7 separate regions of the Mus musculus genome follow, and all the other regions are linked to region 1. Evidence: chromatin contacts called from public Hi-C, HiChIP or PLAC-seq, Micro-C and promoter capture Hi-C data. All regions are on one chromosome and are shown on one strand. Each heading gives the region's core, a stretch centred on a gene start, on an enhancer-like site or on the middle of the called end of the contact. The rest is flanking DNA. Distances are from core to core; before and after follow the strand shown.

What was found. Promoter capture Hi-C pulls out the DNA fragments that hold promoters and counts their contacts. Hi-C and Micro-C count contacts between places; a contact is called where the count stands out from the background. HiChIP or PLAC-seq counts read pairs in DNA pulled down with a chosen protein or histone mark.
Region 2: an H3K27ac HiChIP or PLAC-seq map of microglia shows a contact between it and region 1, with 6 times the contacts expected there. The contact joins the promoter of Hspg2 here to the promoter of Kdm1a in region 1. A contact is called at or near these places in 2 of 39 promoter capture datasets (both in liver) and 2 of 115 datasets of contacts at active chromatin or transcription factors (extraembryonic endoderm stem cells and microglia).
Region 3: a Hi-C map of CD4 T cells shows a contact between it and region 1, with 6 times the contacts expected there. The contact joins the promoter of Srsf10 here to the promoter of Kdm1a in region 1. A contact is called at or near these places in 1 of 484 Hi-C or Micro-C datasets (CD4 T cells) and 2 of 115 datasets of contacts at active chromatin or transcription factors (bone marrow-derived macrophages and pancreatic cancer cells).
Region 4: a promoter capture Hi-C map of pre-B cells shows a contact between it and region 1, with 2.7 times the contacts expected there. The contact joins the promoter of Pnrc2 here to the promoter of Kdm1a in region 1. A contact is called at or near these places in 1 of 39 promoter capture datasets (pre-B cells) and 1 of 115 datasets of contacts at active chromatin or transcription factors (microglia).
Region 5: a Micro-C map of embryonic stem cells shows a contact between it and region 1, with 4 times the contacts expected there. The contact joins the promoter of Wnt4 here to the promoter of Kdm1a in region 1. A contact is called at or near these places in 1 of 39 promoter capture datasets (liver) and 1 of 484 Hi-C or Micro-C datasets (embryonic stem cells).
Region 6: a contact with region 1 is called in an H3K4me3 HiChIP or PLAC-seq map of pro-B cells, with 3 times the contacts expected there. The contact joins the promoter of Gale here to the promoter of Kdm1a in region 1. A contact is called at or near these places in 2 of 39 promoter capture datasets (hippocampal neurons and pre-B cells), 1 of 484 Hi-C or Micro-C datasets (embryonic stem cells), 4 of 115 datasets of contacts at active chromatin or transcription factors (forebrain, memory CD8 T cells, pro-B cells and 1 more) and 1 of 9 other capture datasets (pancreatic islet).
Region 7: an H3K4me3 HiChIP or PLAC-seq map of bone marrow-derived macrophages shows a contact between it and region 1, with 4 times the contacts expected there. The contact joins the enhancer-like site here to the promoter of Kdm1a in region 1. A contact is called at or near these places in 2 of 39 promoter capture datasets (embryonic stem cells and hippocampal neurons), 4 of 484 Hi-C or Micro-C datasets (the G1E-ER4 cell line, cardiomyocytes and cerebral cortex), 3 of 115 datasets of contacts at active chromatin or transcription factors (bone marrow-derived macrophages, large pre-B cells and pro-B cells) and 1 of 9 other capture datasets (embryonic stem cells).

Annotation. Positions count from the first base shown.
Region 1 is chr4:136,600,461-136,604,338 of GRCm38.p6, forward strand. Kdm1a (lysine (K)-specific demethylase 1A) reads right to left here and starts at 2,263. Exons shown (of 20, transcript NM_001347221.1): 1 at 1,772-2,263. The coding sequence starts at 2,125.
Region 2 is chr4:137,467,105-137,470,982 of GRCm38.p6, forward strand. Hspg2 (perlecan (heparan sulfate proteoglycan 2)) reads left to right here and starts at 1,699. Exons shown (of 97, transcript NM_008305.3): 1 at 1,699-1,820. The coding sequence starts at 1,758. Gm13010 (a long non-coding RNA gene) reads right to left here and starts at 38. Exons shown (of 3, transcript XR_881513.1): 1 at 1-38.
Region 3 is chr4:135,853,836-135,857,713 of GRCm38.p6, forward strand. It overlaps Srsf10 (serine and arginine-rich splicing factor 10), which reads left to right and starts at 2,236. Exons shown (of 6, transcript NM_001080387.2): 1 at 2,236-2,456. The coding sequence starts at 2,392.
Region 4 is chr4:135,872,077-135,875,954 of GRCm38.p6, forward strand. It overlaps Pnrc2 (proline-rich nuclear receptor coactivator 2), which reads right to left and starts at 1,770. Exons shown (of 3, transcript NM_026383.3): 1 at 1,598-1,770; 2 at 819-1,023; 3 at 1-378. The coding sequence starts at 360.
Region 5 is chr4:137,275,790-137,279,667 of GRCm38.p6, forward strand. Wnt4 (wingless-type MMTV integration site family, member 4) reads left to right here and starts at 1,846. Exons shown (of 5, transcript NM_009523.2): 1 at 1,846-1,967. The coding sequence starts at 1,891.
Region 6 is chr4:135,961,593-135,965,470 of GRCm38.p6, forward strand. Gale (galactose-4-epimerase, UDP) reads left to right here and starts at 2,133. Exons shown (of 11, transcript NM_001356493.1): 1 at 2,133-2,196; 2 at 3,742-3,864. The coding sequence starts at 3,747. It overlaps Hmgcl (3-hydroxy-3-methylglutaryl-Coenzyme A lyase), which reads left to right. Exons shown (of 9, transcript NM_008254.3): 9 at 517-1,076. The coding sequence ends at 618.
Region 7 is chr4:136,069,358-136,073,235 of GRCm38.p6, forward strand. No RefSeq gene overlaps it. Among named protein-coding and RNA genes, the nearest start is that of Rpl11, 18 kb to the left of the region's middle. Within about 2 kb of position 2,169, at least 86 of the 459 cell types and tissues checked have an H3K27ac peak or open chromatin away from gene starts, as enhancers often do. A contact at or near this core is called in bone marrow-derived macrophages and cerebral cortex, where this site is marked.

The sequences.
Region 1 (3,878 bases), core at 1,013-3,512:
ATTTTCATACATCATTGGTTTTGGTTGACCCTTCCTCTCCATCTCTGCTAAAACTATTCCAGTATCCCCAATACTCCTCCTTTCTAATGCATGTCTGATAATCCCTCCTCCCCCAACAGGCCTTTCCCCCAAATCCAAATGACTGAGCAGTGAGTATGAAGGTCTCAAGCAGGAAGCTGAAGGCTCTCCAGTAACACATCCCACCGCCCTGGAAAATGATACCCAGCAGCCTGGCACAGTGTAGGGACCACTCTGGAAGCCTAGGTCAGACTATGTGTTGAGCATAGGAATCTGAGATCTTACGAGCAACATAACAAGATATTTGTTAATCAAAAACAAAACAAACCAGGCCTACTGAGGCAGGTCTAGAATCCCAGTCACTTGGGAGGCTGACCCAGGAGGTTCACAAGTTCAAGCACTGTTTAAGCCACAAGATAAATTTAGGGCCAATATAGTTTCAAAATAAAAAGGAGGACTGGGGCTATAGTAGAGAACCTGTCTAGCACATAAGAGAGTCAACTCCCCAGCACAGCAGGAGAGAACAATGTACAAGAAGCTACCTAAGTCACACTACTTAACACTTGTATTTATCTTGCAGTGCTACAAACAGAAACACAAATTCTCAATTCTGCTTGGCCAGTCCTGTGCCATTCAGCCATATCCTTAGACTACTTTCTTTTTTAAAGATTTATTTATCTGAGTACACTGTAGCTGTCTTCAGACACACCAGAAGAGGGCATCAGATCCCATTACAGATGTGAGATGGTTGTGGTTGCTGGGAATTGAACTCAGGACCCCTGGAAGAGCAGTCAGCAGTCTTAACCACTGAGCCACCTCTCCAGCCCCTTAGACTACTTCTTGTATTTATTACAAACCCATATGTATTTCCAATTTCCCCATCAGATTAAGCATCTCTGGTTAAGGCTAATACTGTGCAATAAAGCCACACCAATGCTTAGCAAGGTTACTGACCCAGAGGGTTGTTTGTTTGTTTGTTTGTTTGTTTCAATATCGAATTACACCTTGTCAAAACACCAAACTCTGAAACTGCAAACCTCTTTTTACTCATTCTTAAAATGAAGCTAACAATACCAGTCCAGTGGTGTTTGGGAAAACGAAAAACGCTGGCCCTGTGCCAAATGCACCATCTGGCATACTGGGGTGTGAGACAGAGGTTATCTGTGGATAGTGTTGGATTTGATGCCAAATCTTTATCTTTATATTCGCCCCGTGTCCAACTGGTATTCTTCATTCGCTTCCACAATTTGAAAAAGTCTACCCGGGCCCCAAGAAAGCGCTGGCCTCCAGGCCTGACAACCTCAGTTCGATTCCTTAGCATGGCGGAAAGACAGGAAGGACTCAGGCGAGCTATCCTATGACCCCAACTCGCACACGCACAATAAACGATTGGTTTTTGTATATTTTATTATTTTATCTTTAAAAAAAAGAAAGAAAGAAATAAGAGTCTACGCGTACCTGGCGTACAGCAAGACCTTTCAAAAACAAAGAAAAAGTCTCTTTCTTTTCATGCAGCTTGACTCTTAGAGCATCACACCCATCTCCCCGGTGTACACAACCCAGAAGCCGTCCGCCGTCCGCACACATCAGACACACAGGTAGACAAACGCGTCGGGAAGCCATCTTTCCCAGTCAGACCATCAGGGTCACACCCTCCAGCGCCCGATACACCGGGTCCCCGCACAAAGGCCGGGCCTCCCCTCCCCCGGCCCCACTCCGGTCCCCGGGACCAGCGGTTCGATCACGGCCTCACCTTGGCCCGCTTGCGCCGGCTGGTCCGTCGGCCCTCCGGGGTCTCGGCTATTCCGGTCTCCATGGGCGTCGCGGAGCCGGGCCCGGCTGTGGGCCCCGCCTGGGGCCCAGCAGACCCCGGCGGCTCGGCTAGGCCCCCGGGCGGCGAGGCCCGCGGAGGCTCCTTCTTTCGGGGAGTGCGCTCGCCCGCCGCCCCCGTAGCCATGTCGGTGGGGCCCGTCAGGCCCGCGGGCGGCGCGGCCACCTCAGAGCCGTTCTCGGCACCGCCCGCCGCCCCGGACCCGGCCTCGGTCCCAGCAGCCGCCGCCGCCGCCGCTGCCGCTGCCGCCGCCGCCGCCTTCTTCCCAGACAACATCTCGGGCCGCCTGGCCGCCGCGGGCCGCAGGGGCCGATCGGTCTGCCGCTCCGTGGGTCCGCAGCCGCCTCGCGCCTCTCCGCCCCGCACCTCTCACGCTCCGTGCGAAGCCAAACACCCCCGCGTGCGCACGCGCCCTGCGCGCTCCCGCCGCACCAGGACAAAAAAGCAGCCGCTTGTCCCCGGCTCAAGACCAGAGAGCGACGTCCTGGAGGCTAGAGCGGCGCCGCAGCTCCGATCGCGAGGCTGACCTAGAGCGCCCCCTGCGATTGGGAGTGCGACCCAGCATATCCGCCTGACTTCGGGTTCTGAGCCCGACCGTTTTCATCAAGGACTCTCAATATTCACCCCATACACTAGTCACTTCAACTAATAACATTCACTCTCCCTGCAGGACAAGGGGTGGATTATGGAATTCCGGCTTTCAGAGGGCTTACTACCTAATTGAGACAGGGGAACACTCTGAAGTACAACTTAATTAATGATCACTTAATTATCCTGTGCTCTGTAACTCAACCTTTAGAGCACTGGCCCAGAATGTATATGGCCCCGAGTTATCCCTAGAGCTAGGGAAACTAGCTTCATAATGGCCCTGCTTGGACTGTGGGGAAATAAAGAGTGCACGAATTTCCACGGTAATAAAATAGAGAGAAATGAGGAATTTCTGGTTTGAGTCAAAGTGGACTCGCTCTTGCCTCCAAGCCGTGTTTATTTTCTTTCTTGAGGCTGCACATGCTCGCCACCATGCCTCCTCCTCCATGCCTCTCATCTCCAGGCGCATAACACTTCTTCAACCTAGGTCAGTTCTTTCTTTTCTTTTTTTCTTTTTTGGGGAGGGGGGTGGGGGATTGGTTTTTCCGAGACAGGGTTTCTCTGTATAGCCCAGCCTGTCCTGGAACTCACTTTGTAGGCCAGACTGGCCTCTAACTCAGAAATCCACCTGCCTCTGCCTCTGCCTCCCAAGTGCTGAGATTAAAGGCATGTGCCACCACTGCCCGGCTTGGTCAGTTCTTTCTAATGTTGTGAATGTGGGTGTTTTATTCATGAGATGTTGAGATGTATAGGATGTTGGGGGGCTATGAGATATTCACCAGAGAAGAATGCAGGCATGGGTTTAAGCCAATAGAAAGTATTTACTTGGGGCCTGGGGAGATGGGGGGCTGGAGAGATGGCTCAGTGGTTAAGAGAAGTGACTGCTCTTTCAGAGGTCCTGAGTTCAATTCCCAGCAACTACATGGTGGCTCACAACCATCTGTAATGGGATCTGATGCCCTCTTCCGGTGTGTCTGAAGACAGCTACAGTGTACTTAGAAATAATAAATAAAACTTTTTTAAAAGCTTCAGTTAGCCAGAAGCAGAACTACAGAAGCCAAAAAGCAAGGTCAGTCCATTTCCCAAAACTACGGACTTAAATGGATTAAGCCTTTGTTTTAGTTTTGGCAGGTGGTACTGTCTATGTGTTAAGTTTTACAGCTTAAATGGTATTTCCACCATTGAGTTAACTGTGGTAAGATCTTTCAGCCTACTAAGATTTGGGGCCCTGTTACAGGGTTTTGCTGGTTTGTTTAATTCTTCCAAGGTGATGAAGTTGAACACAGAACAGCAGGAGGAAGGTTGCTGGAGGAAACTCCATACCTTGATCGGGGTGATGCTTACAGAGGTGTGAGTATTCACTAAAATTCACTGAACTCTGTGAACAAAATAGACTTTAAAAACAAAAACAAAAAAAAACTAGGCCTGAAGGTGGTGGTGC
Region 2 (3,878 bases), core at 449-2,948, 870 kb after region 1:
ATGCAGGCCTTATTAGGTGCTATGCTGGGAGCCTGGGCTGAGGCCAGAGTGTTGGCAGGCCCACTTGGATGTACTTTCTGCTCTTCATGCTATGAGTTGGTCCCTCATAGTTATGCCCACAGGGCAGAGAAGAGCCCAGTCTTTTGGAGATGGTGTCTCTGTGGAATAGGGTCAGGATGTCAGTGTTTTCTCAGGTCCCCAAGTGTCTGGCTCCTATCACAGAGAACATACTTTCCGGACAGGGCTGGCGCCATTCAGTGAACTGGGCATTTCCTTCTGTCCACAGCCCACCTAACTCCTGGCTGCAAAGTCTGCTAGGAGTTTTCTGGAACCTAGCAACTCACAGGAAACAATGGAAACTTGGGTTTGTATTTTTTTCTCCCTCTATCATCACTCAAAGGGTTTTCCTCAAAGGCACACACATACTTCAGTTATTTTTCTCTCCACCCATTAGCCTGGGGCTTCCTGGAAATTTTCAGTCAAAAAAAGGGGACCCTGGGTAGGTGGTAAAGACACACCCCAGCTCCAGGCTTGTGTGTCTGCCCCTGGGATGCAGCAGGGTTGCCTCAATGCCAGTGACTTGGCAAGAACACCTGAGACTGAGGCTCTGGAAGAGCCTTGTCTGAACCTGGGTATACAAAGTGATACATCTCTGGGACTGATGTATGTGAATCAGAGTGGGTCTATGAGTGATTCAGATCGTCTGTGGCATAGGGGTAGGAGCACCATCTTGTCCAGTATCACGCACTGGGATGAATGTGTGGAGGAAAAATGTAGAACATATAGGCTGGTGAGTGTGTGAAAAAGCACATAAGCCCTAGCACAAAATGTGTGAGGAACTGGGTGTGTGATTGGTGTGTGATCCAGACTAGAGAGAGAACTCAGTGGGAAGAGATATTTGCCACAAAGCTCTGTTACCTGAGTTGGATCCCGGAACCCACATGCTAGGAGACCATTACTTTCCAAAACACCTCTGAGCTCCACATGTGCACTGGGGCATGTATGTAGGCGCACGCGCGCGCGCGCGCGCACACACACACACACACACACACACACACACACACACACACACAGAGGTACAGAAAACAAACACAATAAATAAAAGCCACTTTATAGCTTGTTGGGATGCTTGAGTCTGTAGAAAGGTAAACAAAAAGGTAAACAGGTACATGGAGTGGATGTGAGCAGCTGAGTGCATGTGAGATCCCCCTCTCTCGAAAACTGCTGTGCACTCCGTGTGGAGCACGTGGTGTGAAGGAGCGGCGTGTGCGGAGGGCTCGAGGCCCTGCCAGGTGGCGTCTCAGTCCTATCCCACACTCCAAGCCACGTCTGGCGTGGAGCCGGTTGGGCCTCATCCCACATCGAGGGGGATTGGGGCCCAGACAAAGGCACAGTCGGCCGCGCCGCTCCTCCAGAGAGCCTAGCTCGCGGCTAGGAGGCGGGGGCCGCCGCTGAGGGGGCGGGGCCAGGTCTTGTTAGGGGCGTGGTCTATATGGTCAGGACGCGTTGCCTCGGGGGCGGAACCTGGTCTTGTGGGGTGTGGCTAAATGTTTGGAGGTGGGGCCTAGGGCTCCTGAACTTGGCGCCTCGGGGGCGGAGCCGGAGACCCGGGGGCGGGGCGTGCACGGGAGGGCGGGGACGGGAGTTGGTTGGGGGGGTGGGGGGTGGGAAAGAGGCGAGCAGTCCGAAGGACTCGGCAGGACAGCGAGCTGGTGGCTGCGGGAGGCGCCGAGCGAGCCAGCGAACGAGGCCGGGCCATGGGGCAGCGGGCAGTGGGCTCGTTGCTGCTGGGGCTGCTGCTGCACGCGCGGCTGCTAGCGGTGAGTTTGCGTGACCGAGGGCCGAGGGCGGGGGGCGCGCGCCAACTTGGCGGGGCCACCGGAGGCTGCTCGGCTGGGACTCTGGCCCGGGACGGCCGCGCCCGCGAAGGACCCTGGGCTGGCACTGGCCAGCGCCACCCTTGCAGCGTGGGGCTTTCCTAGGGGACGTCCCAGGGATCCAGCGTGGAGGTCAGGGGCCGTCCCCGCAAGCGTGGAAATCGGAGGGTCGCCGGCCACGTTGTTCAGGCTCAAAGTCGCCTCTGGGCATGGCCCGGCCTGCAGTTCTGGCGTGTGGGGGGGCTGACGGAGAAACTTCTAGCAGGGTGGGAACTTGGCAGGACAAGGGTATTCCTTTCTGCTGCCAACTTGGCAGAAGGGGCAGTTCATGGTGATGGGTACCCTGTCAGTCGTCGCTGGAACTTTACCATGCTATCCTCTGGGGGGAGATTATGATCAGGCAGTCAAAAGTTAAAACTTGGAACAAAACTAAGCCTTGTGTGGAGCACCCCATGGACCCTGGAGTTTTCTAAGCCATAAGCTAAATCAATCACTGCGTTGCACTGAGCCTCCGTGAGACCTGCAGAGAGCTAGTTAACCTCTGGGAGGTAGTCCCACGTGGGTAAAGGGAACTCAGAATGGGAAGCCTCAGGGCAGAATGGGCCTGGATGGAATGAGTGCTGGGTGCAGCGCTTACTACAAGCCAGCCCAAGAGCAGCTGAGAGTCCCCAGGATTCTTCCACCACCTCCCAAGTGGGATGCTGTGTGTGCTCCTTCAGTTCTGCCCTTACCCTGAGCTCACAAGGGGCCACAAGGAGGAGAAGGGAACTCTTGAGTCAGGAATCCTAAGACCTGGAAGGCACTTGGCAGGAGAGGCCCAGAGGACCTGAGTGACCTCACGGAGGACAGGGTGGAGTTGATGGACCCGGCAGGCAGAGGGTGGAAGATGAGGGTGGGGTACCTCTGGGCCCTGCTGTGGTGAGCCACAGAGCCCAGGTGCTCCTAGACAGTCTCTATCCCTGTTCCCTGTTCTTGGAGCCAAGAGGGTGACTTTTCCAACTAGGCCAGTGTTTACCCAGTGACTGCTTCTCTGTCCTTGCCTGGCTGGCTCTCTATCACCTCTGCCCTCTTGAGTCACTCCTTAACCGCCCACCAGGCTTGACCCTTTTCTGTTTCTGCCACACCCACGTAGCACCTCTCCTCCCCACCCTCTACAGAGCAGCCTTCTCCTCTAACCTTCTGTCTGGCCTCTCACCCCAACACTCAACTGCAGGGCACTGCGGTTGCTCCCCATTCAGCCTGAACTTGTAACTCCTAAGACCGATGTTCCCTTCCTTAAGGCAATGACCTAGACCTGGGATGCTATCTATTCCTGGTCTCCCCTCAGCTCTGCCCCCTGCTGAAGGGCTCCCTCATGTATGGGCTACACAATGGCAGGAGTGGAGGGTGGAACTGTTTGCGGAGGGCCAGAGGAATTCTACTGGAATTCCCTGACTGCCTCCACTGCCCCATTCTCTTTTTCATTCACCAAATCTTAATTGAACAGCATTCCGGGACAGCCATGGGAGTCCCCCAGGCTCATTCATTGGGAAGATACTTTCCTTACCGCTATTGTATGCTGGCCCTCGGTAGGGCTGAGGCGGGTTGGGTGAGTTGGGACACGCCCTTCGCTGCCCTCTAGGACTCAGCCTGGTGGGCCGTGATTCACTGGAGAGAAGAGCAGGCAGCCCTGAAGCTATAGGATCTTAGATGCCGCACAACAGTCACGTGGAAGTCATCGCTGACCCACCCAAGCTCAGAGTTGGCCCCCTCCCACAAAGAGCTTAGCCTCAAGGGTCTTACCGACCCAGTTAGAGTCCTAACTTTTCAAGCCTGAGGTCCACATCTGTGAAATGGGTGGAGTGTCAGGAAGAACCGTTTTCTAGCCCATGTCCCAGCAAGCCTTGCCCCACTGCCCTGGCTCTCCTCAGCCCGTCAGTTTGATTCTAGGCACAGTCAGGTGGGGGAGGGCAGCTTACCCCAGGCCGAAGAGTCTAAAGCCTCATTGGAGGCAAGGACAGT
Region 3 (3,878 bases), core at 986-3,485, 750 kb before region 1:
TGCCTGACTAGAAGAAGCAAACCAGGCACCCATTAAACAGATCCCGGATGCTAGAGAATTAGAGAAGTTACTGGTTCAAACACACCACTACCTTTGCTCCTTTGGACAGAGAAACTACAGTGTCGTGGCCTTGGAGGTCACTTATGGATGGTACGTAGACCATAGAAGGGGGTAAAGCAAAAATTGCCTGGAATATTCCTATTTCTCTGCAGGATGTAATGGGTGGAGAAGTAGGCGGAACAGATCATCTTCACACAGCAGGAGAGAGAGATGATTGACAGGCACACTGTACACCCAAGCTGCTCACAGAGAAGGCTCCAGTGCAACATGTTATGTAAATACACCTATCTCAATGGTGACAGCCAGAAGCAGTTGGCTGATGGGAGCTCATCTACGTGGTTGAATCTTCCTGGGTTGCTACTGAAATTACAGTGCCTTTCTTAAGAAATGTTCATTTATTGGGTTACATCGATCTGCCAGCCAGTCGGGTATTTCTAATCCTCCCTGCGCTTTTAAACAGAAAGAGAGAAATGTGAGCATGTGTGTGTGGGTATGGGTGTGCCGGTGCCCGCAGAAGTCAGAAGAGGGTGCTGGATCCCCTAGAGATGGAGTTGCAGGCGGCTGTGAGCCACCTACATTGGAACTGAACTCAGGTCCGTGCTCTGGAAGAGCAGCGCGTGCTCTTAACCGCTGAGCCACCTCTCTAGTCGCTTTCGAACAAAAAGATTTGCAGCAACTTATTCCCCCACCCAGATGACCAAATTATAATTTAAATCAATTATACCATCTTGCAATAAAGCAAAGATTCAAACAAAATACTGAAGACGCATTCCCAGCGGGCAGTACTTTCCTGAAGGCCTTCGGTACAGCCTCCTTCACACCACTCCTTTGGCAGAGCTGCTGTTTGGTAAATTGCACAACGTGCCCAAAAGCCTGGTGGTCAAGGGGTGTTGGACTTCTTGCTTTTCTTCTTGGTCATACTCTCATTCTCTCCGCAGTCCTCATGTTTACCAGAGACTGTGTGATGTATGTGAGGGAAGTGATGTGTGCATCTTCTCACTCATAAGTTTGAACTCCGTAGATATTAACGCATATAAGCCATATTTAAAAACAGGGCGCTGGGCAGTGGTGGCGCACGCCTTTGATCCCAGCACTTGGGAGGCACAGGCAGGTGGATTTCTGAGTTCGAGGCCAGCCTGGTCTACAAAGTGAGTTCCAGGACAGCCAGGGCTGTACAGAGAAACCCTGTCTCGAAAAGCAAGCAAACAAACAAACAAACAAAAAACCACACACACAAAAACAATAATAAAAATCTAAGTGTATTGCCCACTTGTGTATGGGTGCCCTAGGAGGCCAAAGAGGGAACTAGTAACAAAGCACTGAGCCCGCTCCCTCAACGTGGGGAATAGAGGGGAGGAGGCGCTAGAGAGAGGGAGGGGAGGGAGAAGAGAGGAGAAAAAAGGAGAGGGAGAAAAGCAAACCAGCTAGCCAAGGTTTTTTTGTAGCTGGGGAGTCCCATGATGAGGACTGAAAGTTGGAGGGGGACTGGAGCAAGAGGGGGACGATGGGCCGGGGTGAGTGGGCAGTGTCTGTCTTAGGGTGCAGGCAGGTCTGTGGGAAGAAACTTGGCTAGCAAATCCAAGGACCTAGATTGGATCCCCAGAAAACAACAAAGAGACAAACACCACCTCTTCAAGGCTGGAAAAGGGGTTCAGGCACCTTGCATGTGAGCAACAGAGACAAGGACAGCAGGGCCCGGGTCTCACGGGGAGGGAATTGCGTGCCTAGGTGACGCGGATGTGCAGCAAAGGCAGAGAGTTGCACGCACGGCACGCCGAAAGCTCTGCCCCTCCCCCAAACCCCACAAAGAATCTCTAAGTTCCTCTCTCTGGCCAGAGATCTGATAAGAAGCCCAGGCGCAACTCCGAACAGCGGATTCCGGAGCAGCCTCTAGCTGGCTCCGAGGCTCCCGAGCCCGGTCATGGTAGTTTAACCCGAGCGCTCGCCGAGAGGAGGAGGGATGGCGGGCTCGGCCGGGCGGGAAAGGGCGGGAAAGCGCAGCGCTAAAGAAAGAAAGAGGGGGAGGGGAGGAGCCCGCGCCTGGAGCCAATGAACGGCAGCGAGGCCGCGGTGCGCGCGTCAGGCCGGCGGCGCGCGCACGCCCAGAGATCTCGCGGGAAAAAGCCGTTGTCCCCCTCCGCCGGTGCTGCGGGGCGGGAGGTGGGAGGGGGCCTGGAGGCGGGAGCCAAGTCTCGCGAGAAGAGGCAGTTGCCGTAGCGGAGCCCTCTGGGTCTGTGCGAGTGTGGTGTGAGTGGATGTGAGCCGCCGCCGGAGCTGCGGACGGTTTGCCCGAGCCCGTTAGCGCCGCCGGCCCAGAGTCCCGCCGCCACCATGTCCCGATACCTGCGCCCCCCTAACACGTCTCTGTTCGTCAGGAACGTGGCGGACGACACCAGGTGAGCGCACCGGAGCAGCTACTGCGCGGGGGAGGGAGGCCGCGGGCGCCCGGCGAGCGGCGGCCGTGGCGCGGGGGAGGGGCGGGGCGAAGATGGCGGGGCCCGCGCCGGCTCTAGGCCGCGCCGCCGGCCTGCAGGAGCAAGGGCGGACACCGGGCCGAGCGCTGGCGAGCGAGCAGGCGTGAGGGCCGCGTGGCGGGCATTCGGGGGCCCCGTCCTCCCCCGCGTGCTCGGCGGCTGGGCCGAGCCGGCGGGCCGGACGTGTGTGTCCCTCATGGATCCGACGTCCACGTTCCATGAGGTGCACGCCCCCCTCGGCCTGAAAGGGATTTTTGTTGTTGAAAACGGGAAAAGGGTTGCCAGGCGGGGCGGCCCAGGCCAGCACTCGGGGAAGCCGAGGCGGGAGGATCGGCGCGAGTCGGAGGTCAGCTCGGGCTACGAAGTCAGAAGATGGAAAAGATGCGAGTGGGATAACGGGATAGCGGAGGGGAGGGTTTGCAGCTCCATCTCCCCCATCTGTGTGGATGGTGATGAGTGGATTCGAGATTGCTGTGGGGGAGAGGAGTCGTGGAGATTGGGGCGAGTGTAACAATTTTTCGGTTAAATGGAGTGATCCACGTGTTTTCGCGGAAATCTCTTTGAAAACGAGGTGCTGGAGAGACCGCTCCCGTTAGGGACCTTCGTGATTAACTTGGGTGAACGGAGGCGGTACTTTTAATAAAAGTCCGCCTTGTCTCCGGGCGTAGCCCCAGCACTCAGAAGACGGGTCTGGGAGTTCGAGTCTCGCCTGGTAAAGGGCTTTGTTTTCACAGCTTGTCCTTTGCTTTGAATTGCCTTCGGAATTTTTCAGAAGAGATTTTTATCACAGGATTACTCTTCGTGTTCGTACAAAATAAACTCCGAAGAAAAACTGAGGTTTTGGGTTTTTCTTGTTTTGTGGAGTTTTGTATCCTCTTTGTCATTACGCATAAAACAAAAGTGGTTAATTAACGACTTAAAAATTTTTCCATTTTGTCGTTTTAATACTTAAGTATGAAGTATGTAGATACTGTGATGGTTTTATTTCAGATTTTTAATGGCTGACCCTGTTGAACAATTTTAGCGTAAGCGGGGATGTGATGGGAATGCTTAATGCTGGAAATTGGGTTCCAAACCAACTTGACTAGAATGAGACCTGCCTTAAAACAAATATACAATACTTTTCAGAATGCTAGAATATTTGATGATTGTTTTTGCCATTTATTCGTTTTTTTTTAAAGACAGTTTCTTTGTAGCCTTGGCTGACCTGGAACTTGCTCTGTAGACAGGTTAGCAAAAATCCTCCTGCCTTTGCCTCCCAGAGTGCTGAGAATAAAGGTGTTCACCACCAGCAGCAGTCTTTCAGTTTTTAAAAAAGTTGAAGACATGCCCTTTATGAACAGT
Region 4 (3,878 bases), core at 520-3,019, 730 kb before region 1:
CAAGGAAACATGAACCCAGTGGCTTGGTGGCTTGGGGAGAACACTTGGTGATGGTGGTTCACTAAATTTGGCTCCAGCATAGTTCTGACTAGCTTGAGACTTAAAAAGCAAGCTAGGACTTGATAAACCAGCATTCCAGTTGGAGTTGTTAGAAAGGCTCTTGGTCTTTCCCCCATTTTGCATGGCCTGCCATGCTGCTGCTGCTGGATTGTACCCATGTCCTCGTTCCTTTTTCTTATGAGCAATCTTCGTCTGGGAAGAATTCTGATCCTTGCTCTTCTGTCTATTTTGCTGTTCTTGGTTCTTACTAGCATTTCTAGATTGAGGGTCTGGAATGTTATACCTCTCTCCGCCACCCATCTTCAGCTTCTTTGTCACCTGTAAGTAAATACATGTAAACAATAAATTCCACATGTTCCTTGTGATGTTTCCATAGTTCCAGTTCTAGAAGTGTTGAAGAAAATATGACAAGATGGCATTAGGCTCGACTTCAAAACCATCTACCTCAAAAAACTAAAGTCGTGAGCTAGATACCAGTTTGTGAAATTGAAAGAAGAAAAAAATTAAAGCAAGCTCTTCTTTCATTCTTTGTACAAGCTAAAAGAAATAACCCCACACACCGAAAGCCACCCGTGGCTGGTGGGGTCTCCTATACCAGACTGGCCTCCAACTTTAAGCAGTCTTGCCCCAAACTCTGGAGTGCTGGAATTACAGGCACATAATACTGCAGCATCGCCATGCATGGCCGCTGACCTTAATAGTTTAGAATTGCTTCACTCCTAAGATAATTGGCCCCACTGTGATGGGAATCTTTATACCTTTCAGTTTGCTTTTCAGATTGAAGGATTTCCACTACTTGTCCTCTTCCTTGCTGCCAAGCCCAGGATAAGAGACGTTGCTTTCTGCTAGATCCTTTCCTTTGTCTCAGTACACAAGTTTTCATGAGCCAGTCTGCTGATTTCAGCCTAGGAGCTGAGGTCCACATCGAGTCTCCTCAGCACACAAGTTTGAGAGAAGTCCTAGCTAGAAAAGGAAAGAGAATTACTTGAAAATAACCCCAAAAAGTGATCTTTTAGACATTCTACAGAAATGGCTGTCGCTGCTTCCTCAAAGCTTCATAGATGATGTATGAGACCACGACTTTCTTTGACCTCATAAATATCAGCTTACAACTCTTGGGGGCTTACCTGCAACTCTTACCCGTTTTAAAGTGAAACTAGGACCCGCACAGCCATTTCCACATCAAGGTTCTGTTCCCAACAGCGCGCATCGTGATTTCGCCTATGACTCCGGTAACGGGTGCCATAATTTTTCACAAACCATAATAACCTTACATTCCTAAAGATCACGCCTCTAAGGGGAAAGGTTTCTCTGTTCTAATTAGCAAACACCCTCACAAGGCTGAGAAGCCTCCGACTTTGTAAGTCAGAAGGCCCGCACTCGCAGTCACCCGCACAGTGAACCTGCAAGCTCGCAGCCTCAGCCCGCGGCTCCGCTCCCAGGGAGTCGGTCGCACCCGACCGGCCTCACTTCCTCTTCAGCCAGGCCCAACAATGGTGCCCGCGATGGCCAACATGGCCGCCCCCGCCACACTCACCGACTTCGAGCGGCGGCGGCGGCGGCTCCCTCTCGACCTCCAAGCCTCCTTCCCTCTACAGGGAGAAACGATGCACGGATCTAACAGCCCACGAACGAGTCACGGATCACAACTCCGTCTGGGGACCAACCTCCTACTGCCTTTCCCGACAAAATGGAGGCCGCTGCAAGCGCGGAAGAGGACCGGAGACTGTGCAGCCAATGAGGACGCGGCAGCGCGTCCCGCGGCCAATGAGACGCCAGCCACCGCCTGTTGCTGGGGCACGCGGGGGGGGGGGGGAGTGCGGGGTGGCTGTTGTCATGGTTTGAAATCCTGCGGGAGGAGCATGTCGGGAATAACTGGCCCGCTTCGGGAGCCGCGCTGCTGGACTTTCCCCGGCTGGCGGAGGGCAGCTGCTCTTCTGCTGGCCTCTGGCAGCGGGGCCCGTACTTTACTTCCGTGACCAGACCTCTGCGCGGCGCCCGTCTTTGTTCCTGGCCCTTTCTGTCCTGCGGTCACTGGGCCAGCCCCAGAGCTGCCGTGGGTCATATTCACCCCACCCAGAGCCCGGCAACTATTTCTGCACATGACCACCTTCCTTTTTTATGTCTCCTCTGATCTAGCTTCACTTTTTTCTCGGTACCTGAGACTGTCACTACTATCAGGGCCTGCTTTTTCTATACACAGCACTTGCTGGATCCCTACACATTTTTTGGTCTTGTTTCGAAAGTGGGAAAACTAGAGAAAAGAAATATACCGCTCAAGAATGACAGCAAGGTTCGGGAAAGAAAGGAGAGATATCTTTTGTTTAAGAGAAAAAGAAAAACGTGTATCCTAGAGTCAACATTTCAAGGGTGAACACCAATTTCAGTGAATAATTCTGGGGGTAAATGTGCCAGGTGTCTTGCCTCATTCAGGCCTGTAATCACAGCTTCTCAGTTTTGAGGTCAGTTTGGAGTACATAGCAAAACCCCCATCTCAGCAAAACAAAAACGTTTCATTGGCTCCAAATTGTGATGCAAATAAGACACACACACTCACACATCTATCTATATAGCCATTGCTGTCCAGAATTAAGTTGGTCCAGAATTCTGCAAGCCTGTCCAAATGCATCTAGGGTGTTTTATCTGCTCCCTACCTCATGCTAGACTTTTGCTTATGTCATCTCATTCCAGTCTCAGCAATTTTAAGGGCAAGGTGCTATTCTGATTTCCAGTGTTCTTGGATTCAGGACATCTCAGTGGTGCCACACTTCAAAGCATAATGCTACAGTGAGTTTCAAGAGCCTGGGCTCATGTGCCCTTCTTCTCTGTGCCTAAAAGGTGCTTGACATAGAGGACACCATTACCCACATTGTCGGAAAGCTTGGGTGCCATGAAGCCTGCCTGTGTCCTGCCACCTGGCTGAGCCTGCTCTCTCCTACAAGGTCAGCGTCAGGCTGCCCTTTGGGAGAGCATGGTTCCGGCATTCACCATGTCTTAGCACTGTCTCTAGCTCATTAATAGCTACCAGTCCACAAGAGCTCCAAACTCTGGACCATGTGTAAAAAAGAATTCCTTCTTCGAAATATCACCGTCTGCCTGTCTGATTTTGTTTGGTTTGTGCATCGCATGCTTGCAGTGTCCTGGGAGGCCAAAAGAGGGTGACAGGTCCTCCGTAAGCCCTTACAGAGAGGCCTGCCTCTTCCTCTCTAGTCCTGGCACTAACCGTAAGCCCTTACAGAGAGGCCTTCCTCTTCCTCCCTAGTCCTGGCACTAACAGCATCCGCCACCATAGCCAGTGGATATTTAATTTAAAGCATTCATCTTGCCCACACTTATCTAGTGCCTGCTTTGGGAAAGAAAGAAAAAAAGAAACCTCATCTGGATCCAAAAGAAGGGAAAGCCCTTTCCTATTTGTGAGAGAAGGGAGCTGAGCTTTGGGGAAGTTTGGCCTGGTTTCTCTAGACAAATAACCTGCTCATTGCAAGGGAATTAGAAGTTAAGAAGGTGGGCTGGAGAGATGGCTCAGTGGGTAAGAGCACCCGACTGCTCTTCAAATCCCAGCAACCACGTGGTGGCTCACAACCATCCGTAACGAGAGATCTGACTCCCTCTTCTGGGGTGTCTGAAGACAACGACAGTGTACATACGAAAAATAAATAAATCTTAAGAAAAAAAGTTAAGAAGGTATAGCTTGAAGGTTTTTCCACAGAGGACTCTTAATTGTAAATTGTAAAGGGGGCAGGGACTAGAGTGGCTCACATAGAAGTTTGTAACTGCTGTGGGAAGTGCGTAATCTCTAGCCAGTGAGCCCCAAGTTC
Region 5 (3,878 bases), core at 596-3,095, 670 kb after region 1:
GGCAGAGGACTGGCCAAGACTGCACAGCTTTCAAATGGGTGGAGGGCTTGGGTGGAGAGGGAACGGGAGACCAAGTTTGTCTATACAAGCTGAGATGTGTGCATGTGTGCACAAAATAATCTGTAAAGGGCAAGAAAGGCAGAAGTGGGAAAAGGTGAGAGTCAGGACCAGGCACCAGGGTCACTCTCTGTGCACTTCATTGCTGCACCATGCATATGCGGGACCCAGGCAGTGTGAGAAGCTCACACTCAGAGCAGTTCTGCATGTTATTATGAAAGCGTGTTTTTTTGAGAGCTGGCTAGGACATATTTTATTCCTCGTTTTGTTAGCTTGATTTATCACCTGCAAATATTTAGACATGTGGTACATGAACTCACATCTGCACTTTTGCCGGGGCTCCACGGATCCCTACCACCTTCTGCTCAGCCTCCATGCCAAACGCTTATCAAGTCTCTCCTGGGTTAACCCAGACAACTGGAGTCAAACGTGGCCATGGTGGGGGTGGGCAGCCAAACTCACATAGAGAAAACAGTTGGTTCTGGAAGGGCAGAGGCCAGGTCATTTTCTCTCCCCCTTGCTTTTAGTGAGATTGAGTAGGGTCTCTGGGCTTTCGTGTCCTGTTTAGACAGAGTTCCTCTAGCTCAGTGGGATGTAGCCTCAGGCAGGGCCAGAGTCTGGGCTCTATCAGTGACCTGGAGAGGGTGTGGCCCAGCCATGGCAAGTAACTATTAACACGGAATTGAGCTTCAGCACCAGCCAGGCATGGGTTTTTAAGCAATATCTCCACTCCATTCATTCACTCCACAAACGTGTCACCCACCCACTCTGTGCCAGACACCAAGCTAAGGGTTGAATCTGCCTGACGTGGGAGAAGTAATAAAAGAATCGAACAGAAACCCAAGCAGACAGCAAAGATTGGTTCCTGTGCTAAAAGGAAGCCTCCACAGCCTTCCAGTTCCTAAGCAGAAGGTCTACACAGAAAGGCAAGGGGTTCGCTCAAAACCTCGCTGCCTGGAGCGCGCCAGAACTCAGGGCGATCCAGAAGCGAGGTTTCGGATTCCCGGAGTCTCAGGCCACTGTCCCAAGCTGCCCGAAGTAGAGAGGCCCCTGTCCAGCTCCGGGAAGGCTGGAGGGAGGTGAGTGCTAGGGAGGGGCCGGACCACAGAACGCGGGGGCCTGAGGGCGGGGAGGGGTCCGGTGGGGACAGCCGGGCGGCACCCCAGCCTGGTGCGCCCTGAGCGCGAGCGACTGGGTGCGCGCGAGTAGCAGCCGCTCTCGCTCCGGTGGCTCCGCCGGGGTCGGCCGGGGATCCCGGCTCCCAGGCGCCGGCGGGGGGCCGCGGGGCGCGGCCAGGGCGGCGCTGCAGTGCCCGCAGCGGCGGGCTGGGGGAGCTGTGCCCGCTCGTCCCTAAGGCCCCGGGCGGGGACCCAGCAGCTGGGTCGCCGCGCCTCTAGCTCGGCCCAACTGGGCGGCGTGCGGCCAAGCGTGCCTGCAGCAGCGGGGCTGAGGCTCCGAGCGCGTCCGGGCGCCGGGCCGGGGAGGCCCCCCAGGAGAAGCCCAGTCCCGCGGGCTCAGGACCGCCCCCGTGGGGGGGGGGTTGTCCCACGCCGCTGGACCCGCCCAGGTAACCCCATCCTCGGCCCGCCCCCGGCCCGCCCCGCCGGCCGCCCGCCCGCCTCCGCCGCCACCGCCGCATCCCGGCTCTGGGGCGGCGCTGACAGTCGGGTCCGCCGGGCAGCGGGCGCAGCAGCGGGCGGCGCGGCCGGCTGCTCGGAGGCTGAGCCCCGCCGCGCGCCCCGGCCCGGCGCCCCAGCCCGTCCGCGCGGCGCCCACCTGCCGCCCCGACGGGAGCCTTGCGGCCGCTGCCCCGGGCTGGGCGCGCACGGCACCATGAGCCCCCGTTCGTGCCTGCGGTCCCTGCGACTCCTCGTCTTCGCCGTGTTCTCGGCCGCCGCGAGCAATTGGCTGTAAGTCGGGCCGGGGACCGGGCGGGCGGGGCGGGTCCCGGGGCCACAGGCGCAGGGGGCTCCCGGCAGGTGTCTCAGCCGTGGGACCCGAGGATCGCGCTCCCGCCGGTTCCTCCTGCCGGCCACCACCACTGTCCGGTCTTCCCTCTGGAGGTCCCGGGACCCCTGCTGCCCCAGTCCGGCTCGGGGTAGCAGGGCTGGCAGTGCGTCTGCACCGGGAGGCTCCTTTGGGTGCTCGAGGGCGCGCGGGGGTGCGAGCGCGGGGCGGTGGCCCGGGAACGGAGCGAGGCGCAAACCGGCGGGCTGACAGGTCTCCGAGGGAAAGCGTCCCGAGCATAATAGCAGGTTAACCGCGAGGAGTCTGGGCGCGAGCTCCTCGCGCTGCGCTGCGCCGCGCCGCGCTGCGGGCTGAGCTGGAGGCGTGCAGAGACCTGTTTCTGCTTGGGGGGCGGGAGCCAAACATAGAAGTCCAGGACCGGGGCGCCGAGCCTCTGAGAGCCCGCAGGCTGGCTCTGGCTGCTCCTCGCTGTTCCCTGAGGCAGGAAGAAACTTCTCCCAACCTTTAATAAAGAAGGCGACAACCCCCATCCACCTCTAAGGGTCTTGCCTAAGAAGGAAGGGGGTGGTAACCACTGGTGACCTGTGTGTCTCTCCCTGACTGGGTCTGCGCTCGGGAGGATCCCTGGGAAGGCGAGCTAAAGAGCTAGTGACTAAGAGAACAAGGAACCAGCTTTTAGACTCCTTCATCCCTCCTCAGTGGCACTTCCTATGGCCCAGGCTTAACCCTGGCCCCAACTTCTCCTGCCCAGAGCTCTGCAGCCTTCCACTGTGGGCAGCCAGTGGGGAGCCAAGCTCCTGTATTGATCTGAAAAGCATGAGGTGGGAAGGGGGGATAGCCAACAGTGTAGCTGGGGTTTCCATGGAGACAGTGGGAAAGGAAAAATTCTCTCTGCATCAAGACCAAAGAACAAATATCTCCCATGAAATTGCCCTGAGTGTCCAATGGCTGTTGCTATGAGGTCATTGTGGCCAGCCAGGGCCCTGGAGACTGGAAAGGAGTGTGTTCGTTGGGGTCAGAGCCACCCAGAGCTTGGGAGACTGAGGTGATGTGGAATTCTCCCAGCTGTTCCGAGAGCTCGCAATTCCTCTGAGGCCCAAAGTGGCTGCATTGTTTTTCCTGGATTCTTAATTTGATTAACACTTCAGGGGCAGTGGCAGAGTGGACAGAAACCAGGGCACAGCCACCGTCCCCTCCCCTCCCGCCCCCCACTTCTTGCAGAATGCTCCCTCCCCCAGTGAGACCTGGGTTGCAGACCTGAGAAAGCACTTTGCACTTGAAGGAGTCTGGGGTCTCTGGAGTTGCCTCTTAAATAGATAGGTTTAGAGGTCTGAGCATCAGGGGAAACTAGAAGTTCAGCTGACCTGCCCAGCACCAAGCAGTACAAAAAAAAAAAAAAAAAAAAAAAAGCCAAGGAAACAGTGAGAAGTGTGTGAGCCAGGCCTGCAGCAAACACGGAGACAGCTGCCACAGAAAGGCCCTCCGACGCTCCTGGCTCTTTAGCTCCCTTTATAGATGAGGAAAACTAAGGCCCAGGGAAGGGAGCTACTTACCAAACTGAAGACGGAACTCAGATGCTTCTGTTTCCAGACAAGGATAATCTACTTCATGCCTGAGGCTGTCCTGAAGTTGACCCAGTACACCCAGGTAGAATTGCCACCCGCCTCCAGCCATGTCCACCACGCCCCAGTCCCAGCTAGGGAGGCAGCCCCAGCTTCAGGTCTTGCAAAGCAAGGGGAATTCCAGAGCTCGGTTCTTGAGCCTTGTGCCTGCACCGTGGGGGGTGGGTAAGGGGGGGGGGCCTGGGCTTGGGGAGGTTGGCAAACCTGTTCTCTGCAACTGGGATGGTTCCT
Region 6 (3,878 bases), core at 883-3,382, 640 kb before region 1:
CTCGACTTCCAAGTATTTCATCTCTGTAAACCCGAGTAACAACGGTGCGTGTGCTCTCCACTGTCACAGGATTAAGAAAACGCATGGCCAGAAGCATAGGTCAGTGGAGACACCCTGGACCAATCTGTAGCATCAGAAGAAACTGTAGCGTGCTTGGCACTCAGTAATGGCCGGCTAGCAGATTGGACTTACTGTTACAGTCGAGTTGGGTGAGGGAGTGGTCTAGTAGGTGAGACCTTCTCTAGCATTAGCAATGGTCTGGGGACAGTCTCAGCACAGGGAAAGAGACACAAAGGCCAACGAATGGACATCACAGTTCCTGTGGGGCAGGCTGGACCCTGAACATGGAGATGGGACACCACTAATAAGGTCCCTTCCACAAACCGCCTGCTGGAGACAGCCCCAGACAGTGGTCACAACTGTTGCAGGAGGGGCCTGTTTGCTGTCATCTTCCCCTTCCCATGTCAACAGCTGTCTATGGTCTGTTTGCCTTACTTTATTCCTTACTTCTTCAAGGGTGTGAACCTCCAGAAACTTCTAGAAGCTGGGGACTTCATCTGTCAAGCCCTTAACAGAAAAACTAGTTCCAAAGTGGCACAGGCCACCTGCAAGCTCTGAGACCCTCGTTCGCCTGAACCAGAACGGAGGGAATTGGGTGTATACAATGATTCCTGGATGAAGAGATGGAATGAGAGCAAATGAGCCGGCATCACAGAGGTCCCTGTCCCTGATGATAAGGGCTAGAGCTGCCTGGCCTGGGCCAGCTCCCCAGAGCTGTGCCTAAGCACTTGCTTGGGATGGCCCTGGGTGAGTCTGCCTGCCAACAGAGCTGATGTCCACCGCCGCAGGGCCTTTGTTCTACCTCTGAGGACAGAGAGCAGTTTCCCCTTATGCCAGCAGAGCATTTGCTGGAATGGTGGGGGTTGATCTGCATCTGTGGTCATCTGCCAACGAAATCTCCACTCTGTGTGTGATTTTTTTGAAAACAGCTTATGTAATTAAAGGTTTAATTTTCTAATATAACATTCAAACGTGTGTTTATGGGTGGAGGAGTAAAATTGCTCTGAGGGAAGAGGGAAGGTTTTGTGGCTGGTTCATCTTTGGATCTCTTCCATCGCCACACCCAAGCCCCCAGACCACTGACTGGAAATCATTGCTGTGGGGAACACCCTAGGACTCGCTTCTGAGAACGTGCCTGTTTCCAGAGCAGGAAGATAGATCAGGAAGATAGATCTCTTACTGGTCTGGAACTAGCTAAGGAGACTAGGCTGGCTGGCCAGTGAACCCCAGGGATCCATCTGTATCTGCTTCCAGTGAGATAACAAACTTCCACAATGGTCAACTTGACAGTATTATTATTATTATTATTATTATTATTTATTCACGCGCTAGCTATCTTCAGCTTCCCTTTTCATAAACTCACTGAAATTCTGCTGGGCCTGAAGACCTGTACTACCAGGAAAGATTTAGCTTCATTTATGTATTTGTGAGAGAATGCCAGCTATGTATGGTATGTGCAACGGAGGTCAGAAGCGGGCATGGCATCCTATGTAATGAGAGGCGGTAGGTATGTGGGTGCCAGAAACAGGACTCGGGGCCTCTGCAGGAGCAGCCTCCCGAATGCTGGGATTAAAGGCGTGTGCCACCACCGCCCGGTCCCGCTTTGTATCTTAAACCGAGACAAAAGTGTCTTGAGTCCCTATACGGGGGCAGGTGCGCAAACACAGCTTTGGGGGAGGGAGGCAGCGGCTCAGCGATGGGCACAGCAATTGCTACTGTGAATGTCAAGGTTCCTTCGCCATCGCGGGTTTCTTCCCACGTGAACTTGGACGCAGCCCGGGCCAGCCATGTCCTCCAACTGGAGCTGCCCGACCAAGGGTTTGACACAAACAGTGGCTCTGAGTGGAGGGACTAGAAAGGGCCCAGTCCCGACCTTGTTTCTCCTCAACAGCCCGCCGGTAACCGGATGGCGTCCGCACCCCTCATTTCCGCCCTCGATGGAAGCGCACTGCGCAGGCGTTTAAAGCCTGTGCAGACCATTTGTCCCTCCAGGGTTGCCGTCCAGGCAGTAACCCAGTACACACGTTTCCTGGAGGGCGTGGAGGGGCGGGGTCGGGCTGGGCTGTCAGGTCTTAAAGGGGCCGCGGCGCTGGTCGCGGGAGGCGGTGCCTGGAGTCAGCGCTGGAGCTTCCGCAGGTTCGGCCGGTAGAATGAAGGGCTTAGTGAGCTCGGAAGGGCCAATGCTTGGTGGGGAGCGAGGAGGTTCCAAGAGGGTCGGTTCGTGTTCGGAACAGGGCCAGGCTCACCCCTTCTGCTCGCGTTTTCCGCAACCGTAGCGGGGGCCACCCGAGCCCATTCATTCGGGGCTCGGCTCCCCGCTCCTGCTCCCAGCCCAGACCCGAAGTCCAGAGCTAAGCTCCGCCTCGCCCAGGCTGCTGAGACCCAGCATCCGCTCTCCTGCCTTGTACAGACAGGGAAAACTGAGGAGGGGACCGCTGACCAAGGTCATCCCCTAGTCCGGAGCGGAGCGACCTCAGAGCAGCCTTTCTGCCACCAGAGTCCCCTCAGCGACCGCCTCCCCGCGTCTTCGCGCAATGCGGGAGCTGCAGGGAGTCGCGGGGCATAGTCTCGGGGATCCCCCTTAGTCAGTTCTTATTGCTGTGTGACCCCAGGCCGACTGCCTCTGGGCTCAGACCCTAGTACCCAGGGCTGGTAGAAACACCTGCCACATCCAGATGTTGGGAAAATAACGCACAAGTGCGGGGTAGTGATTCTGGGTCGCACTGGACGCCCCGTCCAGTGGGCTGCAGCAGAATAACCCCAGCAGAAACTTGAGGCAGCTCGGAGAAAGACGGCAGCGAGCCAGGTCGTGAAAATGAAAGGCCTCACTGTGTGGACTGCCTCTCTGTCCGCCCAGCAGTTTGCTCAGGGTGGGGATGCACACCTGGCAGCGGAGAGCGAGCCAAATCCACGTCGACACCGGCTCACTTGGTGCTGCCCTCCTTGGGCGGGATCTGTGGCTCCAAGTCAGCTGGGCCAAAGCTGAGCTATTGGCTGCCCCAGGGTGGGGTGAAGCCCTACCCACTCCAGGGCTGTTGGCACTGCAGCCTCTGAGCTGGGCACAGCCTTCCTGGCTAAGGACCCCACCCTTGAGGCCATTTGGCGTTCTTACTGCTTCCTCCCAACTGACCTTCCAGGGGAAGGGTTGTTGGAGCACTAGATGTTAGTCATCAAACCCAGGAACCTTTTGCTCCGGGGAAAAGGTGTCAGTTTACAGGGACAGGTCCCTTTTTCTGTATCCTAGCCTCCCATTCTTAAGCGATGTTCTTCTGCCCGAGACTGTCCATACTCCAGACATGGAGGCAGGAAGGGTGGGTCTTCAAAAGGCCCATCTTCCCACCCTCTGTCAACAGGAACTAGACAGCATGGTGTGTCTGATGTCCTACATATGCAGGTGGCAGACCTTTAAACTGCTTCATTGGGCCCTCCTAATACATGGGGTGTGTACAATAATTAGTTCTAGAGGTGAAAACTGTGCCCTAGAGAGAGTTCAAAACGTCAGCCCCTACAGCCAGAAACTGGTAGTTAGCTAGTTAGACCCAGGGCTGATTCTGGAACCTCTCCTTAAACTAGGGCTCACCCCTACATCCTCCAAGATGAAGGTAGGGGTCGAGCATCCAGTTGGAGTGAGGCCCTGAGCAGGAAGCCTCGGCCACCTCTGAAACTCTGTCTTCTAAGCAGGCGCCATGGAAAAGGTGCTGGTCACAGGTGGGGCTGGCTACATCGGCAGCCACACGGTATTGGAGCTGCTGGAGGCAGGCTACTCACCTGTGGTCATTGACAACTTCCATAACGCCATTCGTGGTGAGTGAAGCTGG
Region 7 (3,878 bases), core at 919-3,418, 530 kb before region 1:
GTCCACCCTGCACACCCAGGCATGGTAAGTAGATGGTGCTTATTTCACTTCAGAGATGACAGAGTGGAAGCACAGAGAGATTGAAGGACTTCGGCAAGGACACACAGCTGCCGAGTAGCCAGTATGAAACAACATGGAGAGATGAGATAAGGCTGGGCTTGTTGGTATCAGCTTAGACCATGAAGGGAGAGTTTGGGGTTGGGTTGGTTCTGTGAGCCAGAAAGGTCACACCCTGTCATGACGCTGAGATTTGGTTACTCTGGCTATAAAAGAACAGTATGAAGTCAGAAAGAGGAGCCTGAAGAAATCCCCCACAACACAAAGAACCTGGTGACGGAATGTTTGCCTAGCATGCACAAAGCCTTGGGTTTGATCTGTGGAACTGAAGACACCCACATCAGTAATGTCTTTCAGCTCCAAAGGATCCTATCTATCTATCTATCTATCTACACATGTATATTCATACACACACACACACACACACACACACACACACACACACACACACAGTTTGAGAGGGACCCTGGGCAGCATAACAAACTCCCTGGGATTGACTTGGTGGTCCCAGGAAACCTGGGTCTTTCTCTACTCGTCTGGGTCATTTTTGAGAAGTCCCTCGATCTCCGCGTTGGAAAGATGACAGCTAGACAACTGGTCCTGACTACAAGCCTCTGGGCAATGCTGGAAGGGAGGAAACTGCCAGGGGAGCCACGTCTAGAAGTCAGCGCTTCCCTCCTCCTGCCAACTCCACGTTTCCGCCAGCAGGAGGCACCAGCGAAGCGCCAGCGCGGGGTTCGCACGGGAACCTCTACAAGGACTTGTTCGTTTGCTGCAGCAAGGAAGTCAGAGAGCCCAAGCTCTGGAGCGACAGCCCTGGACTGCACCTCATTCTCCGCCTCTGTCCTTTAATGCTCGTGAGACTGGGTAGTCTGCTTGACCCCTCTGAGTCTCACATTCCCCGTGTGGGAAGTGAGGCTGGCCCTGAGAGGGATATTTGCTCCAAATTTAGAGGTTGAGGCAGACAGTCTTCTGGCACAAGAGTCTGCTCAGTTCAGATTCACCACAGCCCAACAGTGAGGCCAGGCTCCTCCAGCCAGGTGCCTGGTTTCTCCCTCACTCTCCATCTGGAATGTTCGCCCTTTCTGGAATCATAGCCTCTAAAACATTTAGACTCCATGTCTCCTCGCCTCCCGTTGCATTAAAAAAACAGAGAAAAAAAGAAAAAGATAACAAAGTAGAACTTATAGAACACACTTGCTTATTCTAAGCATGCAATTACATGATTTTCAGTAAGTTTACCAAGCTGGGCTCAAGATTTGGTTGACCAAAATCCTTTTATTTCAGGCTGGGTGTGGTGGCACACACCGGGTAATCCTAGCACTGGGGAAGGTGGGGGTAGCAGAGCAGGCCAAGGTTAGCCTGGGCTACACGGGCAGTTTGAGGCTAGCCACAGAACTTTTATTCAGCTGCTCCTGGAGCCCAGTGCTTGGCCACCCTCATGGGCTCACCACACTCATCACCAACCAGGGTCTTTCCGGTCCCTTCCTTCCTTTCCCATCTCCGGCCTCTCCACAACGTGGTTCCATCTTCTCCTGAGTGCTCTATCAGGACCCGACCAAAGGTTTGCTGAGTGAATCTAGCTAGGGACCGCCTAGAGCCTGCTGCCCTGGCCTTATCCTCCTGTCTTGTCGTCCCTCCAAATACACACATATTATGGTCTCTCCCCACCCCCGCCCTTCCCCCACTGGTTTTTCTCTTCCCCTTCTCCTCTCAAGATAACACCTGTGACCTCATCCCCCTCCTCCTAAGAATGTGCTCTCTGCTCTGCTGCAATGAGATCCAGGTCCTCCCCGCAGCTGAGATCAGTGGCTCTTAGGCTTCAGTCCCGGCCAATCCCCTCCTTTACTTAGCCAGCCTTCCCGTATGCAAGCGAAGGAGGGGCGTGACGCTCTGGTTGATAGGCAGGTGAGAGTTCAGCCTGGCTGGATCCACCACCTTCCCTCTCTCTGCCTCAGTTCCCTGGCCTGTAAAGTGACCATGACAACAACACGGAGCGCAGGGTGAAAGGTCTGAGCATTACGTGAAGATGAAGGCACAAGCTTGGTGCAGCGCAGAACTCAAGCCTAGCAAGCATCCAGCGCTATAAAGCACTACCATCAGGTGGGCAGACTGTCATTCCATGTATGTCCACCAGGGGCGCTCTGACCCACTTCACAAGATCCAGGGAAGTGGCTCCACAAGACTGCTAAATCTGCTTTCATTTGACCTTCAATATGTGATGTGTGTCACCACACTGTGCCTTCTCAACCCTCTTCTTGCTTCCCAGTCACATGACGCACGGGGGCGGAGGGCTAAAGGATATCAGTCCCCTACCTCCTTCAAACGCTGCCTGAGAGAGAGAGGCTGACAGTGTCCTGTTCTTGTGTACCCTGTGGCCCCCACGACACATGCTAGTGGCTTGGCGAAGCATGGATATTTCCTTATGTGTCCCTCATTATTCTCTCTCTTGCCAGTCCCCAAGTTCAAGACCACGATCCAGTTCTGTGTTTGAAGACTGACCTCTGCCCTGCTTTATCCTAGAGCTTCATAGGGGGCAGGAATGTGCCTAGATGCATCATTTTTCCTCATCTTCTCAAGATTGAGATTTCAGTCGTGCAGTAGTGGCACACGCCTTTAATCCCAGCACTTGGGAGGCAGAGGCAGGCAGGTTTCTGAGTTCGAGGCCAGCCTGGTCTACAGAGTGAGTTCCAGGACAGCTGGAGTAACCCTGTCTCAAAAAAAAAACAAAACAAAATAAAATATAAAATGATATTTCATATGTTCCTATGGACATGCTGATGTGTTGTGATAAAATACTAACAATAGTACCGTCAGTGTGTAATATACTTTTATATACTTTATTATATACTTTTATGGTCCAGTATGTAGGAGATGGAGGGAGAAGATCAAGAATTCAGGGTCATTCTTGACTACATGGAATTTGATATCAGTTTGAGTTACGCAAGCACAGCAGTAATAGAGACTGAAGAGATGGCTCAGTGCTTTAGAGCGCTGGCTGCACTTCCAGTGGGTTCTGGATTGTATTCCCAGCACCCACATAACAGCTCACAACTCTCTGTACCTCCAGTCCCAGGAGATCAGAAGCCCTCTTCTGACCTCCACAGGTACCAGGCATATGCGGTGCACAGACATACATGCAAGCAAAACATACACACACATAAAAAAATAGCTCTTAAAAAAATTAAAAAGCTGGACAGTGGTAGCATACGCCTTTAATCCCAGCACTCAGGAGGCAGAAGCAGGCAGATTTCTGAGTTTGAAGCCAGCCTTGTCTACAGAGTGAGTTCCAGGACAGCCTGGGCTACACAGAGAAACCCTGTCTTGAAACTGCCCCACCCCAAGTAATAAGAAAACAATACTTTAAAATAACAATGGTAGGGACAGATGTGGTGGCTCAGATCTTTAATCCCAACACCCAAGATACAGAGTCTCAGTGAGTTTGAAGCCAGTCTGGTCTGCATAGTGAGTTTCAGCACAACCAGGGCCACACATAGGAACCCTGTCTTGAAAAATTAGGCAGGGGTGGGAAGGGACAAGAATAAGGACCAGAATTTGACCCCAGATCTGAAGAGACAGAGGCAAGAAGATCTCTGAAGCCCAGCCAGTTGGAGTGCTTACTATGGAAGCATGGGGACTGGCGTTCAGATCCCCGCACCTATGTAAAAACCAGTGTGTACCCGTATGCGCACCTGCAACCCCAGGACTATGGGGAGAAGAGACAAAGGCCTCTCTGGGGCTCGGTGACCAAAAGCTGAGCTCCAGGCGCAATGAGAGACCTTGTCTCAAAGGGAAAACACTAGACAGTGATAGGGCAGGCC